Regions from separate parts of the Rattus norvegicus genome. Here region 1 is linked to region 2. A link is a contact called in public Hi-C data. All regions are on one chromosome and are shown on one strand. The core of a region is the stretch at or near the end of the contact, and the rest is flanking DNA. Distances in the headings are between cores, read along the strand shown. Region 1 has its middle 130 kb from the start of Frmd6. Region 2 has its middle 180 kb from the start of Tmx1.

Region 1 (6,337 bases), core at 3,152-5,651, 76 kb before region 2:
TTCTCTCAGACTTACGAAAACTTAAGTCCTAGCTCAGTGTTGCTATCCTTTAGATCCCCAGATAATGTCATCTCCTGAGCCTTCTTCCAGGTCCATCTCGTGTCTCCCATGGGGCCCCTAGCTCACCCCTCTCATGTAGGCTATGACACAGATATGCACTTGATGGTTGACCTGTCATCTCCTTCAGAAGAATTGACTGTCAGAGGCGGAGCCTATCTGACACAGATCTTAGAGTAACACATGTGGCCTTCCCCTAGAAGTGTACAAGAAACACAGCTTTTCCACTGTGTAAACTTTCCCCTTGGAACGAGTTCTGGGGAGGATGGATACGTGCTATGCTCTCCCTTTGGATTGAGCATTAGGGAGTGTGGCTTTGTGTTATACTCCAGAAGGAATGGGAGACATACTTGGGGTCACGATGCAGAGGACAAGGCCAGAGGAAGAGGATTCCGCCGGGGTCTTATGTGCTGGGGTTCAGGAGCGAAATGTGAACTACCATGGGAACAAAGGAAGGTCTTTAAAACTAGATATACTTTGTAAACATTCGTATTTATCTACCATCTATTCATCCATCTCTCCTAGATTATATGTTTCAAAATTAAGTACGAAGAGAAAAGGAAGTAAAACTCCCCCGCACCATACTCTCTGCGGCCATAATTTAAGCAATCCGACGGTAGGTACGTGACAGTGGCAGAGAGGGGTGAGGAATGGAGCGAACCTCTCTGTGCAGAGTGGCCCTCTCCCTGAAGTAAGCATGGGATAATGATAAAATGCCTCTCAGCAGAACTGAAATCCTCATAACGTGGCTGCGCTTTTACCCCCAAGTTACGGAGGAAGAACCCAAGAACGGCAGACCCGTCATCTCGGCAAGAGCGGGAAGCCCAGAGCTCAGGCAGCCTTCGTTTGAGTCCAGGTTTTAAAAACCTGATTTTATTTTTAGTCATGTGTATGTGTATATGTCTCTGTGTGGGTGAGTGCAGGTGTCCTTGGAGGACAGAGGCATCGTTTGAAGCTGGAATTCTAGGCCATTGTGAGCTGCGGGATGTGTATGCTGAGACCCAAACTCAGGTCCCTGCAAGGGCACTGTGTGCTCTCGATGGCTGAGACATGTCTCTAGCACCACAGAGGAGTAGGTATGTGTGTGTGTGTGTGTGTGTGTGTGTGTGTGTGTGTGTATACGTTTGAAAAATTTGTTTTGTTTTTGTTTTTAAGTAGCTAAATTGTCGACTTGGACAACATATCATTTTGTTTAAACACTTATTTTTCATGATTGTGAATTTGTATTCCCTAATTGTTGTAAGTTTAATCCAAAGACATTTAAAAATCATGACCCTGATTCCCAGAGATAATTATAGTTTCAATTCCCCGTGTTTCTGTGTGGTTTGTAGCCTCTGTAGATCAGGCCTTCTGCTTCCGTTTCTGTGAACCAAGAGGCTCAGAAAAATCTTCACACAGGTGCCGTGCCCACCTCCCCATCCTCTGCCAGAGCAAGTATGGCTCATAAAACTTTACATTGAGTGCTGCGTTTCAGTAACTGTTCTGGCTTCACTATGCCCAGAGTCGGGTACTCCAGGCCAAGTCTAACAGCTCCAACATCGGAAGCATCTTCAATTCAGGAGGACACTCTTTGCAAATCCTCAAATGGAGACCCTTGTGCAAATTTGTCCAATCTGTTACACTGTATGCGATGATGCTGAGGGTGTCTTCACGTGACTGGATTTTACATTCATGCTCAGTTTCCTAGAGCGATTTGATTATGGCGTTAGTACCCAGAAGCCCAGCACTGTAGGGGACTTACAGCAGCTGCAGGATGGAAGCAACTTCAACGACAAAGCTAACAGAGAAACCAGAAGCCCGTTTGCAAAGGCTGCCTCTAGATTGCCAATCATTTCACTTCTGCCCCTGTCCTTCAGGTTTCTGTCTTTACCTAACAATAACCATCTGTGAGGTGTGTGCAACTCAGAATGACATGGTTCTTCTGCCATTCAAACCCCAAAACACGTGAGGCCCGAAACCCGGTGGATTTTCTGATATTTAAAAAGGAATCGTTTTACATAAGAATCCATTTTATGATTTAACGTGCGCTCTTTTATGAATCACTAAGAGGTGTGTTTAAACCACCTTTAAAATCCTGCTAAATAACACCCCCAAGGGACTACTAAATTAAGAATTCCGTCTTTGTTTCCGTGGGTGAGTCATGTGGATGACCTTTATTCCTGGTACATTTAGGGTGATTACTGCATTTAATAGTGCTCACTCTCTACCCCACACTTTCCACTGCATTTTAAGTGCGTTCTCAGTGCCGCTCAGAGAAAACACGACGTAAGTATGTGGGCTTATGCCAGATGCAGCCACAAATACGAGTTTTTGCAAAGCTAAGAATTTATGAGACATAAATATCGCTTTTGCTTTTTCACAAATTTATCTTTGTAAGTTAGAGAAGTTTGAGAAACAAAATTGTTTAGGGCTGAAATAAGAAAGAGCTGACCCACCACAATACATAGTCAACTTCTACACCAGACATGAAGACGGGAGTGGAAGGCGAAAGGGGGGCATAGGTTGTTGTCTCTGTTCTGGCCTAGTGGCATCTTCTAGAATACCAATGAGGCTTGGACTTAGCACATACTTCACAGGAGAGAAAAGGAGCGAGACCAAGACTGACTCTGAACTGCCCAGAGTGAGTCACGGAACTTGACACTTTTTGAGGTTAAGTCATCAGATCACAGCGTCTTTTGATGGAAATTTTGCCTTCTCAGCTTTGGGCTGGAGAGAGAACTTAGTGCTTAGAAACAGGTGTTTCTCAAACTCAAGTAGAAGACCTGAGTGTGGTCTCGGCACTTGGGCTGGGCAACTGACAACCTACAACTCCATCTCTGGGGCAGGTCTCAAAACTCTGACCTCCTTAGGGCACCTTAGTCACATGCACGTCTTCCTCTATTCCCCACAGACATGTAATTAAAATAATAAAAGTCTGTTCCTTCCTTTGCTTGGAGTCAAGACTTACTGCCTGGCTAGACGTTTTGCACTGAATGCTCTCAGCCTTTGCATTTCTAACAACAAAACACTGCTCTTGATGAATGTAAGGGAGTGATGAAGACCCTCTTCTTGGAGCAGTTTCTCTATGAGAAGATGGGGATGCTCCTGTTCTCCTGGGGATCTGAGGGTGCCACGTGTTTCATGTGCCCTGAGCTATAACTAAGCTAGGAGGGTGGGCAGGCAGCAGTGCCTCCCTGTTACTTTAGTGTTTTACGTTCTGTTATAATAAAAACATTCTAAAGTCAATAGAAGTATGTAAGAGAAACACCTTGACACTTAGTTCTACTCTGGTACGCTGATGTGCTTATAAAAACCAATCTGAAAATATATTATAAAACGTAGCTGTGTCGGGGTTTAGCTCAGCTGAATGCACACATCTGTGTAGCCAATGTGCACAGTTAATGCACAGGCGGCCTCACCATGCCCAAGAGTTCTTTTAGACTCTTGTCTTGTCACCTCCCTGGCACCTTCTAGCTGCCTGCATCTGTAGATTTTTTTCCGTTACTCGTACGCTTTTTTCAAAAATGATTTTTTTTTTTGGTTCTTTTTTTCGGAGCTGGGGACCGAACCCAGGGCCTTGTGCTTCCTAGGTAATCGCTCTACCACTGAGCTAAATCCCCAGCCTCAAAAAAGATTTTTTTATTTTAAACTCTTTGTCTCTATGACTGTCTCTGACACTCTTGGTCTGCCTCTGTCTCTCTGTCTCTGTCTCTGTGTGTGTGTGTCTGTCTGTCTCTGTCTGTCTGTCTATATGTCTCTGTCTGTCTTTGTCTGTCCTTCTCTATGCCTGTCTGTCTCCCCTCCCTGCCCCCGTTGTGCGTGTGTGTGTGTGTGTGTGTGTGCGTGTGTGTGTGTATGTGTGTGTGTGTGCGTGCACAGAGGTGCAAGTGCCTGCATAGACCAGTGTCTAAGCCACCTGATATGAGTGCAGGAACAGCATGTACTCCTAACCACCATGTCTTTTTTTGGCCATCATAAATATTCAGTCTTTTAGTCTATTTTTTGTCTAGTTCTTGATCAGCATAATGTTTTTGAAATCCATCTACATTGTATATATGAAGAGTTCACTCATTTCAAATGCTGGCCTTAAACTCACTGCACAAATATCTCATGTGTTGTAGTCATTCATTCTTTGATGGGCATTTTGGTTGTTTCTAGTTTGGGGCTACAAAGATATTCACGTTTGAATTTCCTACGTGTCTTTTATTCTATATTTTACTTTTGCTGAATAAAGCACACGAAGTGCAGCCATTGGGTCACCAAGAGACATTTGACTAACTTTATAAAGGCACTGCCTAGCTCTTTCCCAAATGGCTGCACCATCTCCCCTGCCCCAACACAGTGCGTGCGAGTAGGAGTGGCCAGACAGCTTTCCTAACGTCGGCTGCTCCGGCGTGTGTGTGAGCGGCTCCTGGCCGTGGGTGTCTAGCACTTCATTGTGCTCTGTGATTTGTGATTCCCTGATGACTCATGAGGCTGGGCATCTTTCCGTCTGTTTTTTGGTCACTCACACAGCTTCTTTTAGTGAAGCGTGTGTTCAGTTCTTTTTGCCCATACTTAAAGTAGGTTACTGGTTTTCTTTTATATATTATTTAATTTTAAATATCCTTTATGCATCTGGGGACTATTCCCTTGTTTGATATGTTATCAGTATCTTTTTTTCTCCATCTGGGAGTTTACCTTTTTGTTTTATTAATGATATCTGTCCTAGAGCAGGCATTTTTGAATATTATTCTTTGGTGTGTACTGGGGATAACTTTACAAATAAGCTTTGTGAATGATAATGTCCAGTACCAAGGACAATCGCGGGACATATTCTGTAGCAATTAATAAAGGTTCTGTGGCCCCTGGGATTAGTAATCAAATATCTGATATCTGTCAGTGATAAACAGCCCAAACCTTATGCCACTAGGAATCTCTGCCTTACTGTCTCCTTTCATTCTCTCTCTCTCTCTCTCTCTCTCTCTCTCTCTCTCTCTCTCTCTCTCTCTCTCTCCAATGCTTCTCCTTCACAGAAACTCTTCTCTATACCAGATGTGTTACAGTGCAAGGGTCACCATGCCTTTTTCCCCCTGTGTAGGAAGTAATCTTAAAACCGTGGTTGGTCTGGGTTTTATCGGCCACAGGAACCTCCTTCCTAATAGACTTCAAAATCTCTGGCTGTCAAAGTTGGAACCCAGTGACTTTGTTCTGACTCAGAATCCAGACAGAGTCTATCTTACTCATTTCTGTCAGCAGACCTTTCTAACTGCCATACCCCACGCAATGGAGCTAGAAATGCAGGATCTACCCAGGGTGGTGTGTGCCCTGTGTGTCAACTTGTCCAGTTCATAGCTAGTGCAGCAGTGAGCCCGAGGACAGACCTAACTCACTCCGTCCTCTGCCTGTTATTTGTTAAATGGAGCTTAGCGCATAAGAGATGGTGTGCAAGTCACAATTGGTGTGCCAGCTTGCTTGAGTCATTCCGAAGGTGTTTGTTACTTTCGGAACCCCATGGCCACATGCCTGGCTCATTAGAGCATTTGCTGTTGCAGGAGTTATATAGCCAAATAGCCACAGTTAACCGGGGGCAGGGGGCGGGGGGGAAGCAATGCTATGGTGGCAATGAGGTAATCAAATCTCCCAGGCTCCGCCCAGGCAGGAAGTCAGTTAATATTGCAGGGTAAGGCTTGTGTCATTTTTGACTCACACTGGTTCACATTTCCCAAGTGGGAGACGAATGTTCTGGATCTCAGAAATGGTAGAGGTCATAAGAAAGACACTTTCTCCTTAGATCTCCCTTAGAGAGAAAACTTATAATACAAAAAAGGCGGCCCACCATTACAACCTCCAGTGTTTAATGCAGTTTGTGGAACAGCCCCACACACATTTTCACACGAGGTCCTTACAACAACCCTGGAGAGGGGCCCCTGGCGAATGTGGAAATAGTGAGGCTCTTTATATGAAGCTGGTCTTAAAGTTCTGAGTCTGTATGTGTCTGACCCAGATTCCACATCTATTGTGAAGTGATATGATACTTTGGTACTACAAAATGAACTAGCAGGGCCCACAAAATATTTTTTTTAATATTTTATTAATTTATGTGTATAGATGTTTTACCCGCATGTGTGACTATGTACATGCACGCATGCTTAGTGCCTGAGGAAGTCATGAGAGGGTGTCAGAGTCCCTGAAACTAGACTTGTAGATGGTTGTGAACCACTATGTGGGTGCTGGGAACCTGAGTTATCTGGATGACCAGACAGTGCTCTTAACTGCTGAGCCTGGGCCGTCTCTCCTGCACCACAGGATTCATTGTCTT
Region 2 (5,955 bases), core at 2,323-4,822:
CTCTGCAGTTTACAAGGGGCAGATTTCTCTGTAGCAAGATTGCTCCAGTTTAAGTTCCTACAGACAATACACATAAGCACCACTCCTTGCTAACCCAGTAGGCATGAAACGATATCTCAGTGCTGCATTCCTATAACTAGGAATGTAAATAACTTTCCTACATCAAGGCTCAATTTTAGGCCATTCCTTGCCAGTCATCTATGCATCCATGCAGAATCCAGCCAAAGGGGCTCAGACACTTCAGAACTTGCTCCAGGTTGGGCCCTGGCTCAGCTGAGTTGCAGACACGGAAGCCTCAGACCTGAATGCCTTTTGGGCTCTATCCGCATACCAAGCGTACTGGGCAGACAGACTTATATTCATTTTGGAGGCCGAGACGCCCATCCGGTGGTTTCACATTATTGGTATTCTGGGCAGTCTCTGTGATGTAAGTATTCAAGGCCTTGGTTATTTTAGATTTCCTGTGTCAATAAGAACCATTTTTACAAGATGCTTAAGAGTAAGGCCTGTAAGGTATGTAGAAATCACCAGGCTAACCATTAACATAAACTGAGTGTCTTTACATTTGGATTTTGGACTTCAGTCCCCATCTCCCACACTGGGAGAAGTCATTCAATTCAACACTCAACAAAGGTCAAAGGTCAAAGCCAAACGACCTCGTGTACCAGACTGTTGTTAATTCCTCTGCTTCGCTGTTTGCAAAAGGGACGTGGGGTCTCCTTGAGGTTTGCTTGAGTGAGTCACATTGAAAACTCTTCATGGGGAGGAAAATCAATCTCGTGACTTGTAAGCACTGTTCAGGGACCCTCATATTAGGCATCATCTATGGGAAAGTGGTCAGGCCAGAAGGTGAGCTGGACTGGGTCCACCCAGCCGCCTCCTCCAGTCAGCGTCTCTTCTCAGTAATAGATCAGTAAGAACTGGGTGGATCTGAACAATGACAACAGGATCCTCTTTCTCTCTCTCTCTCTCTCTCTCTCTCTCTCTCTATATATATATATATATATATATATATATATATATATATATATGTATATATATATCTGTCTGTATCTGTATCTGTGTCTGTGTCTGTGTCTGTGTCTGTGTCTGTGTCTGTGTCTGTCTGTGTCTGTGTCTGTGTCTGTGTCTGTGTCTGTGTCTGTGTCTGTACCTGTGTCTGTGTCTGTGTCTGTGTCTGTCTGTGTCTGTGTCTGTGTCTGTGTCTGTGTCTGTGTCTGTGTCTGTACCTGTGTCTGTGTCTGTGTCTGTGTCTGTGTCTGTGTCTGTGTCTGTGTCTGTGTCTGTGTCTGTGTCTGTGTCTGTACCTGTGTCTGTGTCTGTGTCTGTGTCTGTGTCTGTACCTGTGTCTGTGTCTGTGTCTGTGTCTGTGTCTGTCTGTGTCTGTGTCTGTGTCTGTGTCTGTGTCTGTGTCTGTGTCTGTGTCTGTACCTGTGTCTGTGTCTGTGTCTGTGTCTGTGTCTGTGTCTGTGTCTGTACCTGTGTCTGTGTCTGTGTCTGTGTCTGTGTCTGTGTCTGTACCTGTGTCTGTGTCTGTGTCTGTGTCTGTGTCTGTCTGTGTCTGTGTCTGTGTCTGTGTCTGTCTGTGTCTGTGTCTGTGTCTGTGTCTGTACCTGTGTCTGTGTCTGTGTCTGTGTCTGTGTCTGTGTCTGTACCTGTGTCTGTGTCTGTGTCTGTGTCTGTGTCTGTGTCTGTGTCTGTGTCTGTACCTGTGTCTGTGTCTGTGTCTGTGTCTGTCTGTGTCTGTGTCTGTGTCTGTGTCTGTGTCTGTGTCTGTACCTGTGTCTGTACCTGTGTCTGTGTCTGTGTCTGTACCTGTGTCTGTGTCTGTGTCTGTACCTGTGTCTGTGTCTGTGTCTGTGTCTGTGTCTGTCTGTGTCTGTGTCTGTGTCTGTGTCTGTCTGTGTCTGTGTCTGTGTCTGTGTCTGTACCTGTGTCTGTGTCTGTGTCTGTGTCTGTGTCTGTACCTGTGTCTGTGTCTGTGTCTGTGTCTGTGTCTGTGTCTGTGTCTGTGTCTGTGTCTGTACCTGTGTCTGTGTCTGTCTGTGTCTGTGTCTGTGTCTGTGTCTGTGTCTGTGTCTGTACCTGTGTCTGTGTCTGTGTCTGTGTCTGTGTCTGTGTCTGTGTCTGTGTCTGTACCTGTGTCTGTGTCTGTGTCTGTGTCTGTACCTGTGTCTGTGTCTGTACCTGTGTCTGTGTCTGTGTCTGTGTCTGTGTCTGTGTCTGTCTGTGTCTGTGTCTGTGTCTGTGTCTGTACCTGTGTCTGTGTCTGTGTCTGTGTCTGTGTCTGTGTCTGTACCTGTGTCTGTGTCTGTGTCTGTGTCTGTGTCTGTCTGTGTCTGTGTCTGTGTCTGTGTCTGTCTGTGTCTGTGTCTGTGTCTGTGTCTGTGTCTGTGTCTGTGTCTGTACCTGTGTCTGTGTCTGTGTCTGTACCTGTGTCTGTGTCTGTGTCTGTGTCTGTGTCTGTACCTGTGTCTGTGTCTGTGTCTGTACCTGTGTCTGTGTCTGTGTCTGTGTCTGTACCTGTGTCTGTGTCTGTGTCTGTGTCTGTACCTGTGTCTGTGTCTGTGTCTGTGTCTGTGTCTGTGTCTGTGTCTGTGTCTGTGTCTGTGTCTGTGTCTGTGTCTGTCTGTGTCTGTGTCTGTACCTGTGTCTGTGTCTGTGTCTGTGTCTGTACCTGTGTCTGTGTCTGTGTCTGTGTGTGTGTCTGTGTCTGTGTCTGTGTCTGTGTCTTTGTCTGTGTCTGTGTCTGTACCTGTGTCTGTGTCTGTACCTGTGTCTGTGTCTGTGTCTGTACCTGTGTCTGTGTCTGTGTCTGTACCTGTGTCTGTGTCTGTGTCTGTGTCTGTGTCTGTGTCTGTGTCTGTGTCTGTACCTGTGTCTGTGTCTGTGTCTGTGTCTGTGTCTGTGTCTGTGTCTGTCTGTGTCTGTGTCTGTGTCTGTGTCTGTCTGTGTCTGTGTCTGTGTCTGTGTCTGTGTCTGTCTGTGTCTGTGTCTGTGTCTGTGTCTGTGTCTGTACCTGTGTCTGTGTCTGTGTCTGTGTCTGTGTCTGTCTGTGTCTGTGTCTGTGTCTGTGTCTGTGTCTGTGTCCATCCTATACATCACCAGCTGTATTTCACCTAAACCCATGATGTTTTGGCTATGGATCATGAGCCATAAACTCACATTCACTTTTCCTGGAAATGTAGGTTTGAAAGAGGCACCATGTATGTAAGCACAATAAAAGACCACATCAAAAGAACTTCCAGGTATGTGGTGGTGTCTCTGACTTCAGGGGAAACAAAAGTCTTTTAAACCTACCCCATTCTATGCCAGGTGATATTATAGGAAACTTTTCCTTTTGTAGAAAGGATAAATTGAAGAATATTTTGCAGAAAAACAACTTCTGTTAGTGCCTCTGGCACCCAAGTTGCTCAACACTGAGGGAAATAAGGAGTCCTCTTTGGAAAGAGTCCCAGACAGAGTGTCCTGTTTCCTATTTGCAAACTTTAAAAAATCTCTTATCAGGGACAATGGCTTAACCATTAATAAGAAAAGCTCAGGGCCCTTCTCTAATTCTAAAATTTTCTCACTGAACTTGGCTAACCACAGGTATGATGGCTCAGTGCCCAGTGAGGCATTCTGACACACTTCTGGATTAGATGTTGAAAACAATAACATCGATTGTCAAAAAAAAAAAAGCCATTTCAAAGAATACTTTTAAAAGAGACCAGAGCCAGCATGTATATACATACCCTCCTGAACACACACACACACACACACACACACACACACACACACACACGGGTGTGCACATAGGAATACAAGCCCAATACATGGTTCTCTCAGCTCTTTGCTCTAGAGCAGCCCCTACTTCAGAGCCACACCATGGATTCTTTGTGCCCTCAGTCACAAAATCCCGAGCATTCCTTCAAGCCTTGTGGCTTGGCTCGAGCAGCTGGGAATAAAAGGTTCCTTGAACACAGAAGGCAGGGCTGCGTTCTAGCAGCTGCCACCCAAGGGTAGGAAACACTATGAAGGGCACATTTTGTGTTGCTGCTTCTTGTATTTAAGGGGAAGATTGGAGAAATGCTCTTCCTGGGTAATTCTTTGGGTTTGATTTATGGGGGGAGAGAACTGAGGACTGTCCTTTTGATGATGTCCCGGGGCACGTTAGGAGCCTGCCTTTGACTTTGAACTGCTAGGACCCTGTGAACTTCTGCACAAGGGTATGTCTTGATTTTAAAGCAAAAGGCTTGAACAAACAATTCCAAGTCATACCAAGCTGCAGTGGTCCAGCTTTCAAGGCACCGCCATGTACACTGTCAACAGCAGTGACTTAGGGCCCGAGCTATTAATGGAAACCAGAAAAAGAATACTTTGGGAAAGGTCACCAGGGACTAACTGGAGCTTCAGGAAGTGAGCAGCTATATTTACAGTCCTGGGACAGTGCAGATCTCAGCCTTCCACACAAAGAACGCTTTCTTTCTGCCTTTGGCATGTCACGAAGGCCAAGCGGGTAAATTCTGAACATCTCACAGATGGATTTGTTACTGAGCTGCAAATCCAAACTTACACATGATGAATTTCATTACTCAGTCCTCCAGAAGAGCCCATGACCCTGAACAGCCTTTGCCCTGTCCTCATGCAAGCAAGACTTTTAGAAAGTAAATGGATGGGGCCTCTCCCCCTCCCCCTTCCCCTCTCTTTCTTTCCCTCTTTCTTCCCTCCCTCCCTCCATCCCTCCCTCCCTCCCTCCCCTTACTCTTGAGCTATGTGCATTCACAGTGTGTGTATCCACCCAGGAAGTAGGGTGCCTGAGAATGTTACGCAAAGCTATAGACTCCTGAGTGTTGAGTCAGAGTCTGGCCCAAGGCAGTGATAATCAAGAGGAGATTGGTGTGTTCTGCGTTTCCTTTGAAAATATCCTTCCCCATTAGTACTTACTATTAATCATACATGCTCACCATCACAAAGTTCCACGGGTGCAAAGAAACTCGAAGGTTTAATATAATAGTCCCATTTTGAAAGTGTCAAAAATAAGACTAGAAAGAGGTCGTGCTTGCTCAAGGTCATAAAGGCATTGCGGTCAGATCCAGGCCTAAAGGCAAAGCCACCCAAAGCTGGATCTCATTGAAAATCCACAAAACAGCCGTGTGGAGGTGGTGCATCGTATGCCTTTGAGACCAGTGCATGGGGGGCAGAGGCAGGTGGATCTCTTTGCACATGGCCTACAGAGCGAGTTCCAGGACAGTTCAGGCTGCTACAGAGAAATCTTGAAAAGCAAGGCAAGCGGACAAACAAAACCCGTAACACTACAGAATGGGAAATGGGAGGCCGAGTGGTGTCCTCTGCACACCTGAGATGTTTTCACCACATGAAAATGTTTACTCGGGACCACAGCACCTACCAGCTAACACTGCTGTTTGTGGACCTCATGATTTTGAGGGACAGGAATTTGAGCAAGGTGATTTTTCTCTGTGTAGTGTCAGTTGTGATCACACAGTGGTGTGGTATTGTTGGCTGTGGGACAGCAGGGGGTGAAAGACACCCTTCTGGTCAAGACAGGTTGAATCCCCGGGAGACTCTAAAAGGGATGGCAGGTGTACTCCCACTCTCCCAGAATATCAGGGTGTCACATAGCTGTGCCCGCCACAAACCCCTGTAGAGAGGTTTTGAGACAGACTAAGTCACATAGAGCAATGTCCCAAGCCCCTTCTCCACAGGTGAGGACGTGACCACAGGTTACATAGGCCCAAGACAGATCAGTCACAGAGGACAAGGCCCCAAATCCCTTCTCCACAGGTGAGGACATGACCACAGGTTACATAGGCCCAAGACAGATCAGTCACAGAGGACAAGGCCCCAAATCCCTTCTCCACAGGTGAGGATGTGACCACAGGTTACATAGGCCCAAGACAGATCAGTCACAGAGGACAAGGCCCCAAATCCCTTCTCCACAGGTGAGGATGTGAC

The links. Hi-C and Micro-C count contacts between places; a contact is called where the count stands out from the background.
Region 1: a Hi-C map of the A7r5 cell line shows a contact between it and region 2, with 2.1 times the contacts expected there. The contact joins two enhancer-like sites. A contact is called at or near these places in 3 of 12 Hi-C or Micro-C datasets (the A7r5 cell line, the Rat2 cell line and mammary epithelial cells).

The regions. Positions count from the first base shown.
Region 1 is chr6:94,946,330-94,952,666 of GRCr8, reverse strand. No RefSeq gene overlaps it. Among named protein-coding and RNA genes, the nearest start is that of Frmd6, 130 kb to the left of the region's middle. Within about 2 kb of position 4,401, at least 20 of the 93 cell types and tissues checked have an H3K27ac peak or open chromatin away from gene starts, as enhancers often do. A contact at or near this core is called in the A7r5 cell line, where this site is marked.
Region 2 is chr6:94,869,413-94,875,367 of GRCr8, reverse strand. No RefSeq gene overlaps it. Among named protein-coding and RNA genes, the nearest start is that of Tmx1, 180 kb to the right of the region's middle. Within about 2 kb of position 3,572, at least 48 of the 93 cell types and tissues checked have an H3K27ac peak or open chromatin away from gene starts, as enhancers often do. A contact at or near this core is called in the A7r5 cell line, where this site is marked.